Linked DNA regions of Mus musculus: regions 2 and 3 are each linked to region 1. Evidence: chromatin contacts called from public Hi-C and promoter capture Hi-C data. All regions are on one chromosome and are shown on one strand. Each heading gives the region's core, a stretch centred on a gene start, on an enhancer-like site or on the middle of the called end of the contact. The rest is flanking DNA. Distances are from core to core; before and after follow the strand shown. Region 1 overlaps Mcf2l (mcf.2 transforming sequence-like). Region 2 overlaps Atp11a (ATPase, class VI, type 11A). Region 3 overlaps Pcid2 (PCI domain containing 2).

Region 1 (3,699 bases), core at 508-3,007:
CTCTCAGGCTTCTGAATTAGCCTGGGGTGGGTGGACCCAAGGACCCTGGTCGACATTGTGGAAACGTGTTCACCTGAAGAGAATACTCTGGCTCCAGGAACTTGCTAGGGCCTCCAGACTAGGGCTGTTGTGGAATGGTAAAGGGATCTCTTTACGGGTGTATGCACATCTCATGTATGTGTATGTGGAGGTCAGAGGATAAGATCCCGCGTCCTCCCTGGTCACACTCCACTTTACTTTTTGTGTCAGGGTCTCTCCCCAAGTCTGGAACTCCCTGATTTGCCCAGCTGGCTGACCAGTGAGCCCTCGGGATCCCTCACCTCAGTCTTCCCAGTTCTAAGCTTACAAGTGTGCACTGATGGCTGTGCCAGCTCTTTCCTCATGTGCGTGCTGACAATCCAAGCGCAGGCCTTCATACCGCATGGCAAGCAAGTTTACCTACCAGCTGTCTCTCTAGCTCCCTCATGAAGAGATTCCACGGTTGGGGAAAGAGGCTGTGATTCCTCCATAATAGAAATTGCTCCAGGAAAAAGGGGGAAACTGAGTCAGGTGGTGCTGCTCTGTGAAATGACCACACCAGCCATTGATCTCTGGTTTTACTGGATTTGCACATAGCTCACGGCAGCCCCAGCAGGCAGATGCTGTTATTTCCATGTTTGCAGAAAAAGAACCAGAGGTGGTCACAGAAGAGCAGCGTCTTCCCTCATGCACTCCCCTTGGTGGAAGCTGCTATTAGGAAGCCATGTATGTTGGCCCTTTGTGGGTGTTCCTTAGACAGCATGCAGCTTGACTGTTGGGGCTGAGGCTTGTGTATGGGGACAACCCAGCACTCTGAGTCCTCTTTTCTTCGTCACTCTAGGAAGGGTTAGGCTTGGATGACTAACTCAGAGCTACAGAGGCAGACCTGGTACATTCCCCTGAAGGCCAGGAGGGAGGCAGTAGGTGGGTTCCAGTTAGCACAGCTGTCCCATGGTCTTATGGCTTCCGTACATAAATCTCATGCATCATGAGGAAATAGCCTGTCATCTAGAGGGGTGGTTGGTGGTCCATCTCTGAGGAATGTCAGGGGCCATGTGGCCAGGACAGTGCTGCTTCATCCCTCTCTGGTTTGGGGCTTTGCTGTGAACCACATGGTATAGCCCAGGCCAGGATAGTTGGAGTCACCTACCAACCATTAAGCACCACGGCAAATTCAGTGAAGCCCCATGTGGGGCCACTCAGAAGGGGCTCAACCCCCATACTACCTCAGGGTGTAAGGTGCTCGGATTGTCCAGGACAGATCAGGACTGGGATCTATTCTGTTTCTACTTCTTCAGACACTAGCCCAGGGGAGCCAGCTGGGTAGGTGAGCGAGTCTGCAGTTCTGCTGAGCTATCAGCAGGGGAAGGCTGTGTGAGAAAACGCGCACGTGAACATGTCCCCAGGGGTGTTCTGCATGTAATGAACACGTGGAGGGAGCTCTTCATGCCCCTGTGTATTGGACAACCCGCAGCACACTGGTGTGAGCTTTGGGTACCACTGTCGCAGATCTTCCCAGGACTCAGAATGGTCGGTCTGTTAGTGGAGGTGCAGCGTGCAGCTTTGCCGACTGCATAATTTATAGTGCACTGTAGCATCCTGACTTTCACTTAAGTACAGAAATGGCTTGCTGAGAATCGTTCATGGATTCAGAAACCAGGCATTCAGAGTGGGTGCCTCCAGCCTGTCTCGTTCCTCTACTGAGGATTGGCTGGCAGCAGAGGCTGCTGGCATTGCACAATTGGCTTGGATGTGAAATTACCCAACAGAAGCACACCTCCCACTTCCACCCTGTGACTCAGGCTTCTGCCACCAGGCTGAGCCGAGAGACTGAGGGCATGCTACCAACTACACGATGCTGCCCTGCCTTTATCACAGATGTTGCTGCTGCAGAGGGCGAGCGCTCCTGCCTCACACCCCACAGACACCAGGGAGCCTTCACAAGCCTTGGAGATTTTCACCCGAAATTGTGATGTCATCAGGAGCCATTTTTTAATGTGGATGAACGCGGGACCTCAGATGCTAGGACTGACATGACGTGGGGGTCCTGAAGCTCGCTTTGATGGTCTGGTCAGCTGTCCGTGCAGCGCAGTAGGATGTCAGTCTGCCCCAGGAGGAGGGGCTTCTGTTGATCTGTGAATCGATGCCGAGAAACAAACAACATACTGAAAGTATCCGTTCTCCTTTATCTAGAAGAAAGTCCTGGGAATTACAGGGTGGGGCCTCTCGGGCCTTCGGAAGCCTGGTGCTGCTGAGACCTCTCTCGGGCATGCACTGTGGCACGTGGTGTGGAGATGGCATGGGACAGTGGGGTCACCAGTGTCCATGGAAGCCAGGTCTGCTGCCAGCACATGCTGACTCCTAGTGTTTCTCCTTGTTTCAGTTTGCAAGATGCTGGCATTGGATTCATCTTGGTCATAGACCGAAGGCAGGACAAATGGACCTCTGTGAAGGCATCCGTCCTGCGGATAGCCGTAAGTACCTCTCGGGCTCCACACACGCCTGGAGGGTGGCAGCTCCCTGCTTTTCTGTCTAGTTTGTGTGGAAGGTGGGGGATTGAGGTGACAGTCAGGGGACCTAGTCAGGGGTAGGCTGAGCCATGCCAGGCCCACGGGGGGCTCCTGAATTGTGGGCATGTTTTCTCCCGTGGTGGTCACACTCGGGGGGTCTGTTGTGATCCTCTCAGTAACAGCTTGGAAGTTGTGAGCAGAGAAGGTTCTGAGCACGTTGGACTTCAGGCTAGAAGTTGGACACTGAATCCAGTCATTGTTCCTAAACAGCTCTCTCCTTTCCATGTAGGGCTGTTTAACGTTAGTCCTGAGATGTGTTGGTCCTTGCTACCCAGCCCGCCCCTCGTAGCACACAGAGTCCCCTCAGTTCTAGGGACCTTCAGCCGTGAAGTTGCGGGACTTGCTGGCGGCTTCAGCTTGCAGTTGCTATTTCAGAATAGTTAAGACTGAGACAGCAGAAATCCTGTTTCCGCAGCCGTTCCGCCCACAAACAGACACGATGTGGGCCGAGTCTTCCAAAACGAGTCCACCCACACTTGCTGTCCCCACCTATCATCCACAGCTTCATGAAGGACCCAAAAGTTTGGTGGTTCACTAACAAGCACCATGGCTCAGGGCTAGGATTGTTTAGCTGCTCCCGAAGTCTCTGGGCAACTGATCCCATGGTGTTATGTTCTCTGACCCTGCTCTGAGTCAGGCATTCACAGTTGACCTTGGGTCGTCACCCACCACCACCACCACCGACCGGGCTGCTGTGCCAAGGGTTAGGTGCTATAAGAAACCCATTCCTCTTTAAGGAAAATGAAAGGCTCTTGGCTACTGTGATTTTCACAGCCTGCAGTCTGGGCGCAAACCTGTCTCTCATAGAGCATCATCCTGTAACTACCTCGTGAGTTCTGCAGGAGAGCCTAGACGTGAGCAAGCTCCCATCCTCTGCCTCCACCCTCAAGTAGCCTTCCTGTCATCATTGATGTGAAATAGTAAGACACAGCACCATTACACAGTAACTGTCCTGGCCCCGGTGTCTGGAAGGTGCTTCCGATGTCCCATCAACTGTGGACAGACCTGTGTCTCCACTGTGACTACCCAGCAGCCATCGGGGCAGCTTCTGCTCCTTCACTCACTTCTGCTCCCACCTCTTCAGAGCTGAGGCTCCTTCTCCACAGCTCCT
Region 2 (3,699 bases), core at 501-3,000, 120 kb before region 1:
ACACAGATGGCTCAGCCCCTAAGCACCTGACAGTCAGACAGATCACACACAGTCAATCCAGCTTGAGCAAGGCGACGCCATCAGCATGGCTCCATTCTCTCTCCACAGTCATGGTGGTAGAGACCGAGACTTCTTCCCACACAGCCACCCTGAGAACTCTGTGAGGTGGAGTCACACTAACGTGACCTCTACTTACCAATTCCTGTTCTATTTTTCAAAATAAAGACCTGTTTTTAGAAACTTCTGTGATGTGCTGCTTTTAACACCCTGTGGCAGCACAGAGCTCCACCCACTATGGCAGCAGGAACCTAGCCCTAGGGCCCTTCCCCTTGGTGGCTACTATAGCCAGTACCTGCTCCTCAGCCAAGAAGTCAGGAGACAGACAGCAGCAGCATGTAATGCTGTGGTATTTTGGCTGAGTTTCCCTGTACCCCAATATGACACCCACATTTGCTCCTCTGTGAGGTTTGGACGTATGCCTAAAAAACACCCAAAGCAGGGGAAAAAATAAAAAGCAGTTACCTCCTATCCTGTTGAGGAAGAAGATGATACATTCTGAAATAATGACAACCAAAATGTTTCTAACTTAGTGCCATAGAATCTGTTAGAATAAATCGCGTCATTCCAGCTGCCGGTTACACTTTGGAAAACATTTTGGAGGAAATGTTTAGGAAGATTACAATGTCACAAGTACTTTGTAAAACATTACATATGCCAACTCAGGCTGCAAACCCTGTTCCCTGCTGATGAGGTCCACTGGGGTCCTGTCCCCTGTAGCCTGAGTCTCAGCCCCAGGCATCACAGCTGACCACACATGCCCATAGGCCCTGCTACTACACTGCAGACACAACAAACAGACACACTGCACTGGAGAGCACCATGGATCTGCAAAGCTTTGGAGGAATAAACATTCACAGGCCTGGGCAGATTTGACTTCAGACGTCTGAGGTTCGCTTTCAACCTGTTCCTAGTACAGGGCAAGCGTGACGGACACTGGGCATGTTATATATATCACATGTGTATATATAACATAGTGCATCTCCCTCCGCACCAGCCTCTGCGTCCACACACTTGCAGCAGCCTGCCTGCCTGCCCTGCACCTATGTGGGCAACACCACCACCTCTGGCTTCTCCCTGGACACTGGTCAGTTCTGCCTACTCTGCTGCCATCCAGCCTTGTGCCCCTTCCACTCTGAAAGCTCCCCCATTCCTCAGCGCTGAGGGACCGGTGAATGAGGACTGGAAATGTCTAAAAGCTGTGCCACACCAGGCTAGGAGCCAGCAGCCTTCAGGACATGGCCTGGGAATGTCCTGTCTGCCAGGCAGGCTGTGCAGAACACTGCTCATATGTCAGTGGCTCTGCAGAGGAAGCGACACAACAGGGCTCTGTGGCAGGATGCAGGTTTTACAATTCTGGATGCAATTCCTCTATGTTGGGAGTAGGAGCTTGTTAGGACTTGCAACTGGTGGCCCTCTCCTGTGGTGCTGCAGCATGCCCTTTGACCTGGCCACTTCTTCTCTGGGTGCAGACTTTTTCAAATGACCCTGCTCCCCTAGAGGGGGGTCTTTGCACACACTGTGGAAGGCAGCCCCCGAAGCCAGCTCTGCACGCCTTGATGATATCATGACCGATCCATGCAATCCCCGCAGTCAGGGCGCATAGCTGCCGTGGCTGAGTGTGGGGATGGCATAGTGTAGGCGTGGCCTGGACCTGCAGTCACCAGGACACAGGTGCCGGCCTCTGTCACTGGCCTCTGCAGGCAGCAGCTCAGTGTCTTTCCTCGTCCTTGCAGCAGAGCACCCGACTCAAAGCATTGGCCGATGCCACCTCGAACAGCGCCAGGCCCCTGCTGAAGGACTTCTTACCGCAGCCAAGACATGTCTAGCCCAACGCTAGGTAACGGTATGGCTGCCTGCTGGGCGCTAGGCCAGTGTGCTGTGACTCTCAGACTGTTCTTCCTCCAAAGTTTTGCTGTGTTGTCTGTTTTTTAAATGAGTGATTTTCTCTGAAAACAAACTATACCATTTTTACATATGCACACACATATACACACAGGTAAGTAGCACCCGAGAGTGAGCTAAGCACATAGGGGAAATGCTGTAGCACATGCCCATTGTTGCCTGACAAGCTGGCCTCTGTCCTTGTGACAGACACAGCTTCACTTAAAGCTACAGGGGATAATCCTGTCTGGGCACCGGAAGGAACATCTCACACAGCAGCACAGGACATGAGCCCAGGTAGCATCTAGCTGAAACTGTTTGCTAAGCACACAACTGTGTGTGGACAGCCCCGGGGCTCCGAGGCCGCTCCAGTATTTGTGGATCTACTAGCCTTACCTAGTGGTGCTCACCTGAAAACAGCACAATCTGGGATTGTCCCCCAGGAGAACAGACCCACACTACAACCTCGTGTCCCTCCCTCCGGGCTCTCGGCTGCTGTTTGTGCATGCTCTGGTCTTTCTTACGAGGCGTGCCAGCCACTTCTGTCTGATAACTGTAAGCCGAGGGCATGATAGCTTGGTGTGGTCAGCATGATATTGACCCCAGTCCCATCGGGCTAGGACATACTAGCCCGCACAGGTGAGTCCTGTCGTCTTCCTGGGGTAGTGCTAGAACCCTAGTTCAAGGATGTCTGGGGCCTTTGATCACTGCATGTGACCATAGTGACAGGGGAGATACTCAGTGTGTTCAGCACTTTGTCCCCTACCCTCCTATGTTGTTCCCTATGTCAGCCATGTAGGATGGTCCCTCTTATGGCACTAAAACTTAGTGTTGATCCACAGACCAAAGGCACATTGCCTCTGGACACAGTTCCCACGAGATGGGCCCACTTACCTACCCCTCAGGGTGATGTAGTGGTCTGAGGTGGGCTGGCAAAGCTACAGGTGCATTGGTTGTTAGGGGTTCCTCAGAGAGGTTCTGTAACTGATGTGGGCTTTCTGTTCTTTTGGCAGAACATACAACATCAGGACAGCATTTCAGAATTCACCCCTCTGGCCTCTTTGCCGAGCTGGGGTGCTCAGGGCAGCAGACTCTTGGCTGCCCAGTGCAGCTCCCCCTCTGGGAGAGTTGTGTGCTCCAGGTGGGAGAGCGAAGAGTGTCCTGTGCTCCCTCTCCACCCAGGCCTTCCTCACAAGGCAAGGTATGGGTGCTGTAGGTCCAGCCTGGAGATGCCCACTTGATGGACAGACAGCCCCAGTGCCCCAGCCGCTGAGAGCTCTGTTCTTGGGTACCTGTGTGTGCCTGCACCTGTCCCACCCTTCATTCTCAGGGAGGGCGGGGTGGAATCACAGGTCACCCACTCAGGCACAGCACACTGCAATCTGGATGGTGCGTGGCCGGCGTCATTGTCCCAGGCCTGGTGACCATACATCCAGTTGGGCTCTGGAAAAGGACATTAAGCCTGGCCTCATCTTAAGCACTGTGGCTTGAAGCTGGCCTTGCCCCTGAGTATCCACCCAGCTGCCGTTGTCACCTCTGCTGTCTCTTGAGAAGAAGATCCTATCCCTTTGTCTGCAGCCTCGTGCGTAGCCCATGGCGCTTGGCTCATACTGTATCCGGATGTTCCTGCCCGCCTGCCCGAGTGTTTCCTGTGTGAACCACACACACTTACCCTGTCAGACACGGAGTGGTGTGTGTCTCCTGGACCTGTGGCCGCGCTGTGCTCATGTTTGCTGTCCCCTCACAAAGCCATCTTCC
Region 3 (3,699 bases), core at 480-2,979, 100 kb after region 1:
CGTCGTGAGAGGACAGCAAGCTAATGGCTTTCTAGTTCCAACTCTGTGGTAGCTAACCCACGTAAAAATGGGCGGGGAGAGCCAGCTCAGGTTGTCATCTGCCCTCTGTGCACCAGCCATGGCGCACACACACACACCAAAAAAATCACACCACACACATGCACACACACACACACACACACACATACACAAAATAATAAATTTCAAAAATACAATAAATCTAGGTGTGGTACCCCCTGTAATTCCAGGACACTCAGGAGCCTGAGGCCGGAGGATAACCATGAATTTGAGGATAGTCTAGGTTACATAGTGAATTCCAAGACAGCTTGTACTACAGAGTGAGACCCTGTCTCAAAAAACAAAGCAAAGAGGAGACTGGACAGATGACTAGGTAGTCAAAAGTGCTTCCTGCTTTTCCAAAGGACCCAAGTTCAGTTCCACCTGTAAGTCCTGCTCCAGGGGCTCAAACACCTTCTTCTGACTTCTGTGGGGACCTGCACAACACACACGGCATACATTCACATGGGGGTGCATGTGCATGCTCACTTGCTCGCGCGCTCTCTCTCTCTCTCTCTCACACACAATTTGGACTTGGATTATACATACGTCTCACCTTAATAAAATACAGTCTTATATTCTCTGCGACATCAATGTCAGTAAGGCAGAACACATCTTACCCAGACACGGAATAGTGTCATCACCGTACCTTGCTTGAAGTCACTGTCAAACATGGCCTTGCGCCCCACGTAGTACTTGTACGTGATCCTCTGCGCTGTGCTATAGTCATCTTTCAGATTCGAGCTGTCGATGGCTCTGATAAGAGGTTTACACAAATGGAGTTTGTTGATCTATAATAAAGAAGAAACCATTTAAAACATTCATAAGCAATATCAACAGAACAGGCAGACAAAAGGACAGACATGAACTTCTGGCTTACTTTTTTAATATAAATTTCAAAGTCATCAAAATTTCAATAAGAAACAAAAAACTACCTGGTACAGACAACATACAATGGAGAAGCTTGGACTCTGTAAGGGGAGCTAGCAAATGTCCAGGTAAACACCTGCACTCAGCCACACACTGGTGAGGACACACTAAATGTCCCATGAAGTGAAAGACAGATTCTCAGTGACGTGGGACGGGCTGCCCTGTGCCCACTTGTCTTTATGAAGCCAACTTGACTCCTTTGTTCATCCATATATCTATATATCCCCCTCGTTCCATAAAGTTGATATTACAACGCAGGACGAAGGCTCAAGTGGCCACATATACCCAGAGGCCGGCTCCATCACAAGGACCAGTTACCAAATGTTCAGGACTCCCGCCCCACACTCAGTGTGTGCTCACTCAAGAGCTCAGAGCGTGTGTCTGAAGGAGCTGCATTCCCACTAGCGATCCTAAATCACGTCTTCATGAACCTCCAGTTCTTACTGGCTTCTGTGGCACAGAATGCTGCGTGCTTTCTCCATGGAGCCCTGGCCCTCAGAAGGCACGGAATGACTAACAGCTGTTAGGATTGTTAATGTGGGCGTGGTCAGGATCTCTTCCTAACACATGTCAGAAGGCAAACTAAACCAGTAATTTACCTAGGCAGATAGAAAACAAGACTTTACAGAAACTCATGCAAAGCAAACCTTAAAGTAGATTTTAAATAGCTGGTTCACCAGGAACAGCATCCCCCACTTCTTAGAGTCTTCTATGCCGGCACGGCTACAGGAAGAGCAAACAAACATGATCAATTACAGAATAAACCGTTTGCCAGGACTAATTACTACTGTGAGAGAAAGCCTCAGCCAGAGTCATCAAAGAAAAGGTAAAGTTAAAGAGGAAAGAGCAGCTCTGCTCCCCCTGTCCCAGAGACAGCTGTGTCTTCTCCTGCCAGTCTCTTCCCTGACATGCAGTGGCAAAGGCCGGAGTGAATGGGTTTAGCCACAGCAGGCACCTGGTCACCAGAGCTGCCTTCCGTGCTGACTGTTGTGGATGTCGCTGCCATCAGTGACCCCCTCATTGACCTCAAGGTCTCCATGTCCCAGCACAACTCTATCCACAGCAAGTTCCATGGCACAGTCAAGACAGAACAGGAAACCTGTCATCAATGGGAAGGCCAGCTCCATCTTCCAGGAGTGAAATCCGGCCAACATCAGATGAGGCGGTGCTGGTGCCCACTGTGTTGTGGAGCTTACTGTGTCTTCACCATCATGGAGAATAGAGACAAAAGGTTATCCTATCTACCTTGTGCTGATGACCCTGTGACTGTGATAGGTGTGAACCGTGACAAGTAGGATAACTCTCTCAGCTTTGTTAGCAATGTCTCCTGCACCTCCACCTTGTTCAGCCCCGTCACGGACGGCTGAGGTCATCCACGCTATCACCGCCATCCACAAGACTGTGGACAGCCCCTCTGGAAAGCCGTGGTATACGGCTGAGGATACTCAGAGTATCATCCCTGGATTCACTGGTACTGCCAAGACTATGCGCGAGGTCACCCCAGAACCAACAGGTTGCTCAGGGGCAAGCATGGCCGTCTGTGTTCTTATCCCCGGTATGTCTGCTGTGGATCTGCTGTGCCACCTGAAGAAAGCTGACAAGGATGATGGCATCAAGAAGAAGGCCCACTGAAGGGCATCCCAGGCTACAGTGAGAACCAGGCTGTCTCCTGTGACTTTAACAGTGAAACCCACCGTTTTACCTTGGATGCTGGGGCTGGCATTTCTCTCAATGACAACTCTGTAAAGATCATTTCTTGGTATGACAACAAACAACACTACAGCAACAGGGTGGTGGACCTCACGGCCTGCATGTCCTCCAAGAGCAAGAAGACCTGGACCACTTTCCCCAGAAAGAACGGAGAGGAAGAGAGGGACCTCAGCTGTTGAGGCGTCCTTGTCCCAAGTCAGCTCCCTACCCTGAGTATCTGCCCTCACGGCTTCTAGCTCAGAATCCAGAGACAAAGGGCCCTTGGGAGTCTATTCTCTTGAACACCATCAGTGAAGTTTACTACAGCTGCCAAGAGAAGAAAAAGCAGCCCCAGAATTCTAACCCCGTTAAACAACTGCAGGCCCTCTGCAGCATTAGCAAAACTCTATAGGTGGAGATTGATAGGAGGCATTTTTGGAAGAACATTTTTTTTTCCTAGCAACAGCACCACAAAAATCCTCTGTAAACACATAAGGAGGAGCCCAAGGAGGGAGTCACAGAGAGTGACAAACCCTCTGCAGAAGCTCTCACAGGTGACCTTACGGTAAATAACAACTGAGTGGCCCTGGTGAAGAAACGCCAGGACACTGCTGACCAGGCCCTACCAAAGGCGCCAACGTCAAACTCAGCACAGCAGGGTCTGTGTGGTTCTGAAGGTCTACTTCACCCCAAAAGTCAAACAGGAACTTGGAGTCCTTGGAGGAAAATGTGTATAAAAATGTGCTTTTTCTAAAAAAAGGATGAAGAGAAATATTGAGATAATTTGACAAATGGACAGGGAGAAGACACAGACAAGAACAAGCGTAATAAACTCACAGAAGTGGTAGTTAGAGGTCGTCCTATAAAATTACCTCAATTCTGCTGAATATTTGTAGATGTTCATGATAAAACATTGGGAAAACAAAACTCAGAGTTGAATTAGTTCTGTGACTCCCCTCCAAGTAGTCCCTGACTGCAGGGGTGCTGGACCAGTGGCAGCTTCTGGGAACATGGGACTCAGAG

Evidence for each region. A called contact is a pair of places that touch in the nucleus more often than the background predicts. Capture Hi-C pulls out chosen DNA fragments and counts their contacts.
Region 2: a contact with region 1 is called in a Hi-C map of cerebellum, with 1.5 times the contacts expected there. The contact joins two enhancer-like sites. A contact is called at or near these places in 1 of 484 Hi-C or Micro-C datasets (cerebellum) and 3 of 9 other capture datasets (adipose tissue, liver and pancreatic islet).
Region 3: a promoter capture Hi-C map of pancreatic islet shows a contact between it and region 1. The contact joins two enhancer-like sites. A contact is called at or near these places in 11 of 39 promoter capture datasets (the 3T3-L1 cell line, Sertoli cells, embryonic stem cells and 7 more), 34 of 484 Hi-C or Micro-C datasets (the 3T3-L1 cell line, the AML12 cell line, the G1E-ER4 cell line and 25 more), 5 of 115 datasets of contacts at active chromatin or transcription factors (the HPC-7 cell line, bone marrow-derived dendritic cells, bone marrow-derived macrophages and 2 more) and 3 of 9 other capture datasets (adipose tissue, liver and pancreatic islet).

Annotation. Positions count from the first base shown.
Region 1 is chr8:12,982,459-12,986,157 of GRCm38.p6, forward strand. Mcf2l (mcf.2 transforming sequence-like) reads left to right here. Exons shown (of 31, transcript NM_178076.4): 4 at 2,402-2,492. Among named protein-coding and RNA genes, the nearest start is that of Gm38671, 36 kb to the left of the region's middle. Within about 2 kb of position 1,758, at least 37 of the 459 cell types and tissues checked have an H3K27ac peak or open chromatin away from gene starts, as enhancers often do. A contact at or near this core is called in cerebellum and pancreatic islet, where this site is marked.
Region 2 is chr8:12,861,966-12,865,664 of GRCm38.p6, forward strand. It overlaps Atp11a (ATPase, class VI, type 11A), which reads left to right. Exons shown (of 30, transcript NM_001293667.1): 29 at 1,794-1,897; 30 at 2,955-3,699. The coding sequence ends at 1,886. Among named protein-coding and RNA genes, the nearest start is that of Gm15353, 20 kb to the right of the region's middle. Within about 2 kb of position 1,751, at least 3 of the 459 cell types and tissues checked have an H3K27ac peak or open chromatin away from gene starts, as enhancers often do. A contact at or near this core is called in cerebellum, where this site is marked.
Region 3 is chr8:13,084,617-13,088,315 of GRCm38.p6, forward strand. Pcid2 (PCI domain containing 2) reads right to left here. Exons shown (of 14, transcript NM_178708.3): 8 at 1,635-1,710; 9 at 707-848. Among named protein-coding and RNA genes, the nearest start is that of Pcid2, 19 kb to the right of the region's middle. Within about 2 kb of position 1,730, at least 2 of the 459 cell types and tissues checked have an H3K27ac peak or open chromatin away from gene starts, as enhancers often do. A contact at or near this core is called in pancreatic islet, where this site is marked.